Linked DNA regions of Mus musculus: region 1 is linked to region 2. The links are chromatin contacts, called in public Hi-C maps. All regions are on one chromosome and are shown on one strand. Each heading gives the region's core, a stretch centred on a gene start, on an enhancer-like site or on the middle of the called end of the contact. The rest is flanking DNA. Distances are from core to core; before and after follow the strand shown.

Region 1 (7,085 bases), core at 1,881-4,380, 440 kb after region 2:
GTGGAAACTGGGTTCAGTCCTGAACACCACAAAATTAAAAGAGCTCAAGAAAACAAGCAAGCAGAAAATCCTAAATTTATTTGCATTTATTTTGTGTGTGAGTATTGTGTGCATGTGTACATGCAGGTGTATGTGAGTATAGAGGACAGGAGTTATCATCTGGTGTCTTTCTTCCCCCGTCTCTCCTTACCTTATATTTCAAGGCAGGGTTTCTCCCTTGAACTCAGAACTGGCTGATTCAACCTTCTGGCTAGCCGGCTTGGTCAGGGATCCCTTGTGTGGTGGTTTGAATATGCTTGGCCCAGGAAGTAGCACTATTTGGAGGTGTGGCCTTGATGAAAGACGTGTGTCACTGTAGGAGTGGGCTTTAAGACCCTCATTCTAGCTGCCTGGAAGTCAGTCTTCTCCTGTCTGACTTTGGATAAAAATGTAGAACTCTCAGCACCTCTAGCCCCACATCTGCCTGGGCACTGCCATCCTCCCTTCTTGATGATAATGGACAAAACCTCTGAACCTATAAGCCAGCTCCAATTAAAGTTGTCCTTTATAAGAGTTGCCTTGGTCATGGTATCTGTTCACAGCAGTCAATCCCCAAGACACCTTGTCTCTGCTCTCCTGGGGCTGGGATTCCAGGCAGGCTACCACTACCACCTAGCATTTACCTGCGTGCTAGAGATTCAAACTCTAGTCCCCTCATATGTACAGGAGGCATGACACCATCTCTCTAGCCTCCCTAAATTTCTTACAATCGTGTCTTCTTCCAGGACTCTTGTTATTTTAATAACAGGAATGCAACCTGTCTAATGAAGCAGACTGATGGTGTCATTTGGCCAGCATCTCTGTATGGATCTTCCAGCCAATAAATAATCACCTCTTGGTGTTTTCAGACAAATGCGGTTAGGGTAGATTTTAGGAACAGACTGTGTCCTTTTGATATTAGAACTCCAAATTCACATCGTGGACAACTGTACTAGGTAGTCAGGGCATATCTGTGGTCATTGTTCCACAATGCCATCTGTCTTTTTATTCCGTTGACGTAAAGGTCCACTCTTGATAGAGATGATAATTTTCTGGACTCTTTCAGGAGCAGGCGGCACTTTTTTAGAATCTTCTATGGCGATGCTGGAGTGGCTCTCCTCTGCTGTGCCGTCTCAAGGAAGCCTCTTGGTCTTTCTGTGTTTGATGTGTCATATCGGTCAGCAAATTTAATTGCCCTCAAAGCATATGTTGGAGTATTTTTCAGAAAACTGTTTTAAAAGAAAGGAAGGAAGGAATGGAGGGAGAAACAGCTAGAAGGAAGAAAGGAATAGAGGGAGGCAGGAAGAGAGAGGGGGAGGCCACTACTACCCTATGGTTGTTGGCTCTCAGCAAGGTGAAGAAGATTCTTTTTTTAGTGAAATTCTTGATAATTTCATCCTCGAGTGCCAGTTTCTGTCTGTTCCCCTCAGCAGACAAGCCAAAGCTTAATTTGCTTCATTGGCTTCGACTTTGACAAATCCAGACTCCTGGGCAGTAAAATTTCATAGGCATTTAAAAAAATTTTTTTTTTTATCCTTGGCTCATTTATATTTAAATATCTTCACCACCAGGAAACTTAAACATTTATGCACGGAGGTGACACACTCCTTACCATCTCTCAGGTCAGCCGTGGAACCCGAGCCCCAGGCTCTTGATGCTCTGGGTGGTCCTTACTGGCCGTGGAGCGGGCACTGCCCTTTTCCACATCCCTTTAGGATGGAGGCTTTGAGCTGCTTCTCATTATGATTGCACTGCTTTCAAAAGGAAGCTACGGAATGCCCCTTCTTCCCGCCTGGAGAGATCTGTTATTCCATGAAAAGTTTTATTTTCTCATTTGCACACAATTACCATTTACTTCCCAAAAGATGTCCCTGTGGGCTTCTCTTCAGATATCGATAAAAATAGAGCAACAGATTCGCTGACCCTGCACCACACTGGACTTTGTAATCCAGGGGGAAAGCACAAAAGGAGGACTTCACATGTGAGAGACAAACTGATACACTGCCTTTTCTGCCTCATATTGGAAGGGTCTTCCCAGGAGCTGGGGAGAGGGAAATAGGACTTAGGTTTTGGTTTCAGTTTTCCAGGTCTCTCAGTGAAGATCAGATTGGTGAAGAGCAGACCCTTTGCAGAGGGGACTCCCTACATTTGCCATGGCTCAAAAGGGCTCAAGCCCACAATCACACCAAGCTAGAAGAAGGCCAACGGGTGGAAGTTTCTGCAGGTTTTGTTTCCAAAGGCTCAAAGGCTGCACCTTGTTGATTTGCTTTATGTTGTAAAACAATGGAAGGTCCCAAACTGAAACTATGTTCTGCTTAGTATGGTCAACAGGGCCTGGGGAGCAGTGGGGCGAAGCACAAGATGGATTTTTGTTAAAACTAGGACAAAACAGAGTTATTCTAGGCAGTTCAACCAAGAAGACTGATATCAGAATGTCCGTAAGTCACTTCCTCACGCATGTGAGGAAACACCATGTCTGTTTGTGGGTAGTGGCAGTGTTTAGTTTTTTAAAAGGAAGTTGGTTGGCAGGATATCTCCTTCACATATATGAAACTACCTAAGATTTGATAGTTGTATATGTACAATGATGGAATGCCCAGAAGTGGTTAGGGTCAGTGGCCTCGAAGAGTTCCCATTCCCAGTAGATGCCAAAGTCCCACCAGCTTATTGGTATTGTCTTGCTTAGCCAGCGATAGCCTCACACCTATACATCTTCTAACTTAGTAGTCATGTATTCGAGAACTTGAGAGATAATTGTCCCATCCACTAGAACAAGTACTATTTCTGTAGACACAGTGTCCCTGTGTAGCCTGGAAGTCACTAAACAGACCAACATGACTTGAGCTCACACAGATTCACTTGCCTCTGCCTGCTGAGTGATAGGATTAAAGGTGTGCAGGGTGCCACAGCAATGACCTTGCACAAGGACTCTCCATTGTTTCAGATTGCCTTGGTATGCCATTGGCACATCTCAGTTCTCTTGCTTCCTGCGAAAACCCTGGGCAGGTGCTGTTCTACCCTGTGAGAAAATACAAAGCAATTTAGGGAAGCGAGAGTTTATTTTGGTTCAGAGTTTAAAGCCACACCCACTCTTGCTCATGACTGTCCCCTAACTCCAGCTCCCGGGCACCCAGTGCCCTCTTCTGGGCTTCACGGGCACAGCATACAAGTGTGCAAGCCTACACTTGCACAGCATGAAAACAGAAACATCATTTTTAAGTAGATTATGTGGGTCTGGTGACCACAGTATATGGATGATCTCACTTAGGACACTTTCAGTCTTGTGGATGCTGTAACCATGACAACAGGCTCACACATAAATTAGGTCTCCCCTGGGCAAACCTGCATCCCTAATTATGTATTCTTACAGCAATTTCAAACCCTCCTCTTCTCCCACTAACTAAAGTATGTCACAGCATACAGAGAAACCCTGTCTTGAAAAGCCAAAAAAAAAAAAAAAAAGAAAGAAAGAAAGAAAGAAAAGAAAAGAAAAGAAAAGAAAAGAAAAGAAAAAAGAATGTGAACGTTGAATTATATTCAGCTCTCTTCTTGGGGTTAAAAACTTTAGCTGCCCCCACTCGTTACTGAATGGTGTGGTACTTACTGAATGCCTTTTGAGTGTGGCATGCTGCAAAACAGGTGCAATTGGCACTGATTTTTCTGATAGAAACTATTGAGGCCAGACAAGTTTTAATTTTTTGATAGCTGGGTTCTCTTGCCCAAGGGCCTCTTCACTGCAGACCACCATGGCTGTCTGAGGCTCGCTTCAAAACACTGGCACCCTGGTATCCACCTCCTCAGGCCCCTATGTGCCATTCACACCATGGAGGCTGTGGGAGGAAACTGTGGCCATGCTGACTCCAGTCTCAGAGATGCCAACACAAGAGCGTGCTGGTCTACCTCCCAAGAGGCGGGTAGGATAAATTGTTGAATCTGGTCTGTGCTAAAGTCACCGTGCTTTGTGGCTCTTCCATAGTTTAAAGCTCACAAGGCTGGGGAGATGGAGACACCTTGGCCAGTAAAGCTCGCGTTGAACCAGCACAAGGACCTGCCTTTAGAACCCAAGTAAAAAAGCTGGGTGAGTCACCAGTATGGAGTCTTAGTGCTGTGACATGGGAGCAGAGACAGGTGACTCTACCAAAGCTGCCAGGCCTGTCAGCCTGGCTCCCCTGTAAAGTTCCAGACCAATGAGAGACCCTATCTCAAACAAAAGCTGTGACTTCTAAACTATACCTGTTCCCCATGCATACCACCACCACCACCACCACCACCTCATGCTCACATCATTATTTCAGGGAGCAGAGGACAGTCCTAGGGATTGAATCTGGTACCTTGTAAGCCCTATGAGAGTGTTCACACATTCCTACAGATTTTGTTATTTAGCTGATTATTCGATTGTTTATTTTAGACAAGGTCTCCCAAAGTTGCCCATGCTGGCTTTGAACTCAGCAGCCAGGCTAGCCTTGACCTTTGACCTCCTTCCTCAGCCCCCTGAGTAGTTGTCACTAGAGGTAAGCACCTCCAAGTCACACTTGTCACTGTTTTCAGACCGATTTAAAGTAGTCCTTTATAAAGGACAATTGAATCAGGATCCAGTTTGGAGTTTTTTCTCTGCACTTCCTCTTATCCTTCACTAGATGGCGTTCTGAGTCAATCCATAGCATCTGTGCCCGTGTTCTGGCCCAGGGGAATGTAGAAGCAGCATCCCTCCCCAACTGGCTTCCCTTTCCCCATCCCCAGATGAGTAAATGAGGTCTGCATGCGGCTGAGCATTTGGGAGGCCATCCTTGTAAATACTGTTGAGGTGGCTCTAATGGGAAGCATTTTGAAGTCATAGAATAGTTCTGTTGATTGGCAGGAAGTTTGGAGAGACCCATCATTACTGACCCCAGGCATCTAGCTGGTTCAGTGAATCAAGACCACATTCACTCACAGTCCTCATAAAGGAGACAGTCAGGCAGTCCCAACCGCCTGGGTTTTATGTAGAAAGGACAAATAGGTGAGAGGGGGAAATATAAAACAGACTAAATCTGGGACTGGAGAGATGGCGCGGTATCAATCTTCCAGAAAACCAGCACCCATGTCAGGGGCTCACAGCTGCCTGTAACTGCGGCTTCAGGGAGATAGATCACCCTCTCCTGGCATCTGAGGTCACCTGCACTCATGTGGCAGGCATATATACACATACATATGTACACACACAGACACAAATGCACAAAGTGATAATATAATGTTTTAAAAATACTGACACATTAATTTGATTCAGAAAAATAGGACAGCAGCTACCTTTTCAGGAGAAATTGGATTTGAAGATTTTTTTGCAAAAATATCCAAAGAGATGTATGCATTGATATGACTTTATCCCTTACCAGAATGAATATGAGTGTGTGCTTCCAATTCAATTTAATTCCACATCCCACTTCTTCTCTCCCTCCCTTCCTTCTTTATTACTCAGATAGACGAACATATCATAATCTTGACAGATCTATGCAGAGTTCGGTCATTCATGGCTGCCAGTAGTCAAGGAGACTGCAGTGTGTGTGTGTGTGTGTGTGTGTGTGTATGTGTGTCTGTCTGTCTGTCTGTCTGTCGGAGTGTGTGTGTGTGTGAATGTATGTATGTGTATGTATAGATATTGTGTTTGATGTCTAGAGGCTTATCAATGGGAGGATTTTTAGACCATCCAAGAGGGAAGATGCTAAAACCCTGGGAGGAAGGATGGCTTGCTTATGCCTGTGGTCTGTCTGTCTTCAGGAACACAACAGATCCTGATTCATTAGTCTCGTAACCTGTTTGTCATGTGACTCACTCACCCCTGTGGAGATGAGCTCCATCTGAGGAGCAGAACAAGCCTGTGGGGACCTGAAAGGCATCTGCTATAGACATCCATGTGCTCTCAAGCACTCGCATGATGTGTGTGCTACCCCGAATAGCCTGAGAGGATGGGAAGGGGGATACATGCTAACCCAAGCAGTGCTGTCTCAGAACAGAAGGTCTCAGGACTCTTCTGTCTTTCCATGTTCAAACTTACTATTGTAGGAGTCTGGAGATATCACTCAGAAGACCCGAGTTCACTTTCCAGCACCCAGATCGGTTGGCTCCCAACTGACTGTAACTCCAGCTCCATGAGACCCACCACGCTCTTCTGGCCTCTCCAGGGACTTGCATGCACATGACATGTACACACATGCACAGAGGTGTATAAGTAAATCATTTTAAAAATCTCATACCATTTTATTCCCACTCCCCTGCAATGATGGCTGCTAAGAACACACACACACACACACACACACACAAACCACAGCACCACATTTACAGAAAATCCTCTGATAATATGATAAGTCTAGCTCATTCAACACCCCCCACCATCATTTCAATGTTCATTTTTTTCCTTCACCCCAACTGAATTGTTGTTTTAATATGTTGATCTTCCTAACTGTAGGAAGTCTTATGGGCAGGGACTAGACTCTCTCTCAGATGAGGGAAGAGTAAAACAGAGAATGAGAAATCTGCTTGTACACAAAGTGTTTGCCCTCCTATTTGTTCCCTGTCCAAGGATGAGCCTCAGGCTATTTCCCAAACCTCATGAAAGTGGAGGCATTGAAAACCATGTGCCCATCACAGACTCTTTGTGCTTCTTTAACGTGGAGGTTCCCATATTTGGGTCAATTGGCTAAAATGAATTTCCAGACCCAACATCTTAGTGATTGTAGGACTCAGGATTTTCAATGACTGGATTCTGAAATCAAGACTTCCGTGCCATCTCCATGGTGGACTACTACTACCTGTACACTTCACAGGACTGCTGAGGGCTGTCTCCATTAACAATGTCAAACCCCATCATTGGTGGATTAGGGTAAATGAGTGTTGAGTCCAAGTAGCCTTGCCTACTCTGCAAATGATACCTACTGCAACAACTGCTGTTCGGTGTCGGCAATAAAACATCATGACCTAAAGCAACTTATTAAAAAAAGTTTGGTTTATGGTTCCATAGAGACAGTCCCTAACAGCTCTGAAGGAGGCATGGCAGGCACAGGAAGTTGAGAGATCACAAGTCCATCTACACA
Region 2 (6,836 bases), core at 4,296-6,795:
AATGGACCCAAGGGCAGGGCAGAAGCTCACAGTAGCACACATATGGGTAATAGTACTGATTCTCACAGTGGACACTTTCCTCAAACTGAAAGGCAGGCTTTGGTGATCTCCATATCTGCCCATCTGCATCTGCTCTAAACACAGATAGGCCACGCCCTTTTCTTTGTTTCTCTGTGTTGCAGGAAGCTGCATTCTCTAGCATCCCTGGTCAACAGCTTTCTGGTTGACTTCAGCCAGAAGTACCAGTGTGAAATTATGGTCAAGAGAGTAAGAACCTTCACTCCCCTTTCTTAATTAGCCAGTTACACCATATTCCCTCTCCCTCCAGGGCAGGTAGTGGCCACGTCCTGCCTCCTGCTTCTTCTCTATGTTCTTTGCTGTGTTCTGTTAACCTCCTATACTCTAACGACTCTGAGGTAACCAATCTTGATAACGAGCTCCCCACCCCCACGCCCTTACAGTGGCCTAGATAGCTGCAGGTTTCCTGGTCAGGCCTGTCTGATATGCCGTGACAGAGGTTAGTAGGTCTCCCCTATAAAAGGGCCATAGGAAAAGTGTTTATATCTAAACACTTAGGCTTCCTTGGCCAGCGGCCAAAATAGAAGAATTTATTGGATGGTATTTAATGAACAAAGACAAAAAGAAATAAATGTCCACAAGTTATTTTAGCCCATGGGCCCTACTAAGATAGGTGTGAATCAGATTTAGTCGGCCAGGAAGACTATAGGACAGCACCGTCTGAGAGACCAGCATCCAAGCGGGAGTGGGTGGTGACTTGAAGGTGCAATACTACAAGACAAGATAGAGTGCTCGTCACTCTCCAGAAATATCAGCCTGGTCATGTGACCATCCTGACTGGAGTGGAGATAGCCTAAGGAGATACTTGTGCCCCTAGTTTTTGTTATCAGGCTGTCGAGGCAATGGACCTAAGGATTCAAGATTTCTGCAGAAGTCTCATATCAGAAGGAAATGTCCAAGATCTGGCGCCAGTTGGAGGACAACTTGTCTCCTAGTATGAGACTGCAAGCAGCTCTGATTTGTTAGAATACCTTGTGGGATAGACTGGGTATGGTGGGCAGGACCAGATCCGGACCAGGTCTGCTTTCTTGCCCTGTATTTAAACATAAATCTCATGTTAGGACCCCACCACCATCAAAGATGGATTCTGGGGTCACTGGACCTCTTTTGTTTCTCTTCTCACTGTGGTCACATCAAGTAGATCCACTTCCTCTGTTTCTTGTCTTCCATTGGTGTCTTGAGGGTGGGTGGCCAAGCCTAGCTCATTAGGGCTTCCAGGGTCCAGCCTCTGACCTGAGTCATTTTAGGAACAACTGTGGTGACACTGAAGTAATCATCCCAAAGCCCTAGGTTGCCCACAGTCAGAAACTGAGCTCTGTGGACACAGTGACCATTTTCTCTTCCTAAATGGGGACCTTGGTGTAATAGAGACAGGCCCAGAGAAAGGAGAGAGGAAGCCAATCAGCTCTTGTTTTGGGGGAGTGGGGAGGCAGGAGGGATGGGGATGAGTGGCAGTTAGCTTGGAGAGATTTGAGGGTTTTGTATATGTATGCTTTGATTTCACACCAGCTGCCAGGCCTCTCCGAGCCATCTGGCCATGGGATGGGTACTGAGCACAGTCAGTGTAAAAGGTGAATGGAGGCTGGCTTTCTTGAGGCACTCATGCTGAGCCAAAAAGGTCGTTGTCATTTGAAATGACTGTTTACAGTCAAAGTTCTTAACTTAAGCTACCCAAAGTGAACTTCAGAATCTAGACTTAGATGGAAAAATGATTACCTTTTATTTATTTTTATTAAGGCTTAGTGCTTCCTTCGCTGATCAATGGAGGCCAGCAACCCACAGCAGAACCAACAGGCATAGCAGTTACTTTAGGTACTTTTACATCATGTGCTATTGTAGAGAGCCTCAGATGCTCACAACTTCTCTAACTCTAACTGATCACTCTTGTCACTAGATCTTGTCAGTTTAGTGCCTAAACTAGATCTACTACTATTACTATATCATCAACTAAAAGTATTCCAGCAACTATTTTTAGTTACTTGTCTATTGTTGTGGCAAAATACCCAACTGAAGCAATTTAATGGAGGAAGGTTTCATGTTGGTTTCTAATTCTGAGGATGCAGTCCATCATGTTGGGGAAGGTACTTTGTTGAGAGCAGGACCATGTTGGTCACATTATATCCAAAGTCAGGAAGCAGAGCAGGACAGTGCTGGTCACATTGTATCTGAAGTCAGGAGGCAGAGCAGGACAGTGCTGGCCACATTGTATCTGAAGTCAGGAGGCAGAGCAGCACAGTGCTGGCCACATTGTACCCGAAGTCAGGAGGCAGAGCAGGACAGTTCTGGTCACATTGTATCTGAAGTCAGGAGGCAGAGCAGCACAGTGCTGGTCACATTGTATCTGAAGTCAGGAGGCAAAGAGAGAGGGAAAGGGATGGTGATGCTCAGTCAGCTTTGGCCTTTTTATTCAGTTCAGGACCTCTGGCCATGGAATGATACCACCCACATTGACACCAAATCTTCCTACCTGAGTTAACCCAATCTATATAAACCCTTCACTGGCATGCTCAGATGTCAGTTTCCATGAAGATTTAAAAACCTATCAAGTTGGGAATCAAGATTAACCACCAGCAAAGAGAAATGGCACAAGCCTTCAATCCTAGCCCTACGGAGGTAGGATAGACTGTCTCTGAGTTCAAACCCAGCCTATAGTGAGTTCCAGGCTAGCCATGAATATTGGGGCTAAAGAAATGGCTTTGAGATTAAGAGCATGGACTACTGCTCTTCCAGAGGACCTAGGTTAGATTTCCATCACCCACATAGCATCACACACCTGTCTATAAATCCCAATTCCAAGAGTTTACCATCCTCTTCTGGCCTCAAAGAGCACCAAACACATAAGTAGTACAAAGATGTATATATATAAGCAAAATACCCATATATATATATATATATATATATATATATATATACACACAAAAATTCATAAATATATACTGTCTTTGGCAGTCATATTTCAATATAACTGATTTCCTTTGTAAACTTTAATTATACCTCATGTCTTTAAGTACATTGTTCAGATAAAGGGTTTATAGGCTTCTCCAATACCCCACGGCCTAAGAAGGAGCCCTACCCACCCCCCCCGTGTGAACACTTCCATCCATGAGAGATGCTGGTGAGGGTGTTGGCCCTTGTGGGCAGGCAGAGCTCTCTCTGCTTAAGCGGCTTGAGCTTAAGTGGGCACCAACCGTGCTGCCAACCTTCTCCCCGACACAAGCACTTAGCTAATTGCGCAAAACTCAGGGCCAGACCTTAGAGAGTGAAGAGGCCTGTCTGGACCCCGTTGGCAGTCAATTATTCCCCTGAGTAGAAAGATGGATCACTTCTGCCCATCTCAGTCCAGCTAATAAGACTGTAGATGCTCTTTTAATTCCAAGGCACATAGCTACCCCCAGCCTTTGTTTTTAACCCCTTTGACTAAGGGGGATGCTATAGAAGTAGCATCCAAAGATGGGAAAGAGGTGCCAGGTGGGGCCCCCGTGGACGCATCCCTTCCATGCAGCTCCCTTCTTATCCACTCCCTGGCCAGCAATCAAGCCTGGCTGCTTTTCTTGGGCTTTCATGGCTGGGGAGGCAAGCTTCTTTTTTTGCAGGTTCTGAATGGCCTTTTCTTCTACCAGAGACTCCTCTGGATTTTCTTGTCCTACTCTGGAGTTCTTCAATCCTTGATGGCACTTGAGAGACCAGGACTGCACCTCCGAGTGGAGGGGAGGAGTTGGCTGTGTTGTTCTGTTGTTCTTTCGCTGTCTTCTTGTCTCCAGATGATTCATTGTTTTCATCATCTAGTTTCCCCCATGAGGTTGCTGGGGGCCTTTTATTGAGGACGCAGCCAGTTCTAAGCTTGGCCCGAAAGCTCGGGAGTTTGAGCGAACATCTCCAGCACTTTGCTTTGTAACTGAAAGGTCAAACCTGCTCTTTCTGTGTGGTGGCAGAGACACTCTTTGTCTTCATGTCACCCATTGTCCCAGTCTCTGTCCTGCTACTGCCTTTGGAAGGGCATAGAGAACATTGTCCTAAGAAACGACCATGAGCAGGAGCTAGTTACATGCCAACGCACTGGCCGAGCTAGAAGACACGGAGGAATTTCTAGACACACGTAGCCCACAGAAGCAGAAGATCTGGAAAAAGCAATAACTAATAAGCAGATTGAATTGTTGAATTAAAAAAATAAACACAGACCTCACCAGAGAAAAATGGTACCATTAGTGAAATGTACCAAACAGTTCAAGAGTTAACACTGTTTTTTCACCCTTTTTCAAAATTCATAGGAGAGGTGACACTGATCAATTCATTTTCTATGCTAGAGTTACCTTGTTACCAAAGCCAGACAAGGATGCTGTAGGAAAATAAGATTATAGGCCGATATCCCTGATTAACATAGATAAAAAATGGTAGACAAAAATCCTAGCAGTCTAAATTCAACTTCACATTAAAAAAATCATTCGCTATGACTGAAAATCAATGTATGGCGCACTTCATTAGTGATGCCGAGGATAAAATTTACATAATCGCCTTCGCACATTCAGAAAAGAGTTGATGAAATCCAGCACGGTCACGTAATAAGATGTCTACTCTTACCTTCATTGTGGATGTCCCAGCCAGCGCACTTGAGCAAGAGAAAGAGACCAATGGCATCATATGAGTCAAAGGACAGAGGAGAGTAGTGTCACATTTATTTGCTGATAATATGATGTCATAATTGGGAAACTTTGAAGACCCTCTTTCTCCCACAGCCCAGCAGAAGCCTGTTGGAACCGTCAGCTACGTTTAGTGAAGTTGCTTCAGGTTGGTAGGAGCTGCGCTGTCAGGGTATTCTAAGTGTATTCTTAACTTTTGTGTTGAGACAGCGTCTCATCAGATGGTCCAGGCTGGCCTTGAATGCTGGAAATTAGGTAGGCTTTCTGCTTGAGGCTGTCCTGCCTTAGTCTTCTGAGGCGTTTTTTCAAGAAACTGGCTTGCTTTGGGTTCCCTTTTAATGAAATTTCTCTACTGTGGCTACATGTAAGGACCCATCATTCCGATCCTTCTTCTAGACTATAATAACTGATAAAGAATTTAGGGCTTGGGGGATTTGAGAAGCCTCTGGGGACACGACGGACTTGCCAGGATTGAGGAACCGGCCCTGTCTGCCCTTTCAGGGCAGAGACCCGCTCTTAGCACAGTGTCTGGCTCAAGCGAGTATGCTGTGCTCTGTGTCTTGGCGGTTTCATTTGGAAAGTGATTCTTGCATTTGTTGTGTTTGAGGGTTGCTTTTGTCTGGCGGGGCTGAGGGCTCTGTGGATAGATCTGATATCCTTGGCCACAAGTCTTCATGCTGCAGTGGGGATGTCGTAAAAGCCCTTGAGTTTATTTCACAGTGAATCTATAAATGGCTTGATCTTTGTTGGGAGATATAAACACCCCTTCCTGTGGCAATGATAGGCCAACGGAAGATGTTCACCCATACAGCTGCTCAGGAAGCCCTGCCTTCTTTCCTCAGGCTGCCTCCACAGCCTTAGCTCCTTGCAATGACCTGGGTGACAGGAAGCAGGCCCTTTCTCCATGGTGATCAGCTGTTCTTAACGATCATTCAACAGTTATTTTAAAATGACACCGCTTTCCCTAATATGGAGGCAGATGTGTCCTTCTAACCACAAACATAGGGCAAGAAAACCTGTTCCCACTGGGGAATATTTGAGTGGCATCTCCTTATCCTTATCTCCTTATCAAACAGCCTGACTATGAAGCTAGGAAGAGATACTGGGGGTGGGTCCCAGATATGATCCTTATTAATGCTTTGTCTTGATTCGTCTCCTAAAAGCTGTGCTTCCAGACCGAAGGGTCCCGGCCCCCAGCTGGCTTCGACTGGTAATAAAGTATTGCTGTACAGCCAATGGCTGGGTGGGGAGACAGAGGCAGGACTTTTAGATTGCTCTGACAAGGGACTGAGAGGGAGAGGGGGAAGTGGAAGGAATCCATGATGGGGGGAGGGGCAAGCAAGGAGAACAGACTTTAAGGCCTGCTGACATGTAAGATTCCAGGAAAGTGGCCCTAGAGGCCATTCCCCCACTGGGCCTGGGGTAGCAGAGGTGAAATATGGATTTAGCAAATATTAATTCAAGAATACCAGAGGGGAGTGTGTGCTAGCCTCAGGGAGGTTTAGAAGTGCCCAGCTGTTGAACTAGTCATGGCATATCCAAATTAGCTGGTGTGGGGGTGTGGGGTGTGTGTGTGTGGTGTGCCGTATGTGTGTGAGTGTGTGTGTGTCTTTCATTCGCGAATCCAGAGCTCTTGGGTGGGTGCAGAGCATGTGTGCTACCTGGCAGCAACCAAGGCAGATTAACTAATTTACTGCTACAGTCCTGTCTACTGTTTATGTGTCTGTTGGGTGTGACATCTGTGTGGGCCAGTGTCTTGTCAACTTGATATAAAGCTTGAGTCACTTGAGAAGAGGGTACTTTAATGGAGAATAAGCGAGCACCTACCAGATGCTCGTGAGGCATTTTCTTGATTAACGATTGATCTGAGAAAGGCTAAGCTCACTGTTGGTGGTGCCTCAATGGTTCTGTGGTCCTGGATGCTATCAGAAAGTAGGCCGAGCAAACCACGAGGAGCAATCCAGCACATAACATCCACCCATGGCTTCTGTCCCAGTTCCTGTCTCTAGCTTCCTTCCCTGGCTTTTTTCACAATGGACTGTGATGTAGAACTGTAAGCTGAAATCAACTCTTTGCTGCCTAAGTCATAATGGCATTTACCACAGCAACAGAAACCATAAC

Evidence for each region. A called contact is a pair of places that touch in the nucleus more often than the background predicts.
Region 1: a Hi-C map of granulocyte-monocyte progenitors shows a contact between it and region 2, with 2.9 times the contacts expected there. The contact joins two enhancer-like sites. A contact is called at or near these places in 5 of 484 Hi-C or Micro-C datasets (embryonic stem cells, granulocyte-monocyte progenitors, immediate neuronal precursor and 1 more) and 2 of 115 datasets of contacts at active chromatin or transcription factors (astrocytes and microglia).

The regions. Positions count from the first base shown.
Region 1 is chr9:116,056,166-116,063,250 of GRCm38.p6, forward strand. All of the region lies in intron 14 of Gadl1 (glutamate decarboxylase-like 1), which reads left to right. Among named protein-coding and RNA genes, the nearest start is that of Gm31014, 5.2 kb to the left of the region's middle. Within about 2 kb of position 3,131, at least 56 of the 459 cell types and tissues checked have an H3K27ac peak or open chromatin away from gene starts, as enhancers often do. A contact at or near this core is called in granulocyte-monocyte progenitors, where this site is marked.
Region 2 is chr9:115,612,631-115,619,466 of GRCm38.p6, forward strand. No RefSeq gene overlaps it. Among named protein-coding and RNA genes, the nearest start is that of Gm39448, 43 kb to the right of the region's middle. Within about 2 kb of position 5,546, at least 41 of the 459 cell types and tissues checked have an H3K27ac peak or open chromatin away from gene starts, as enhancers often do. A contact at or near this core is called in granulocyte-monocyte progenitors, where this site is marked.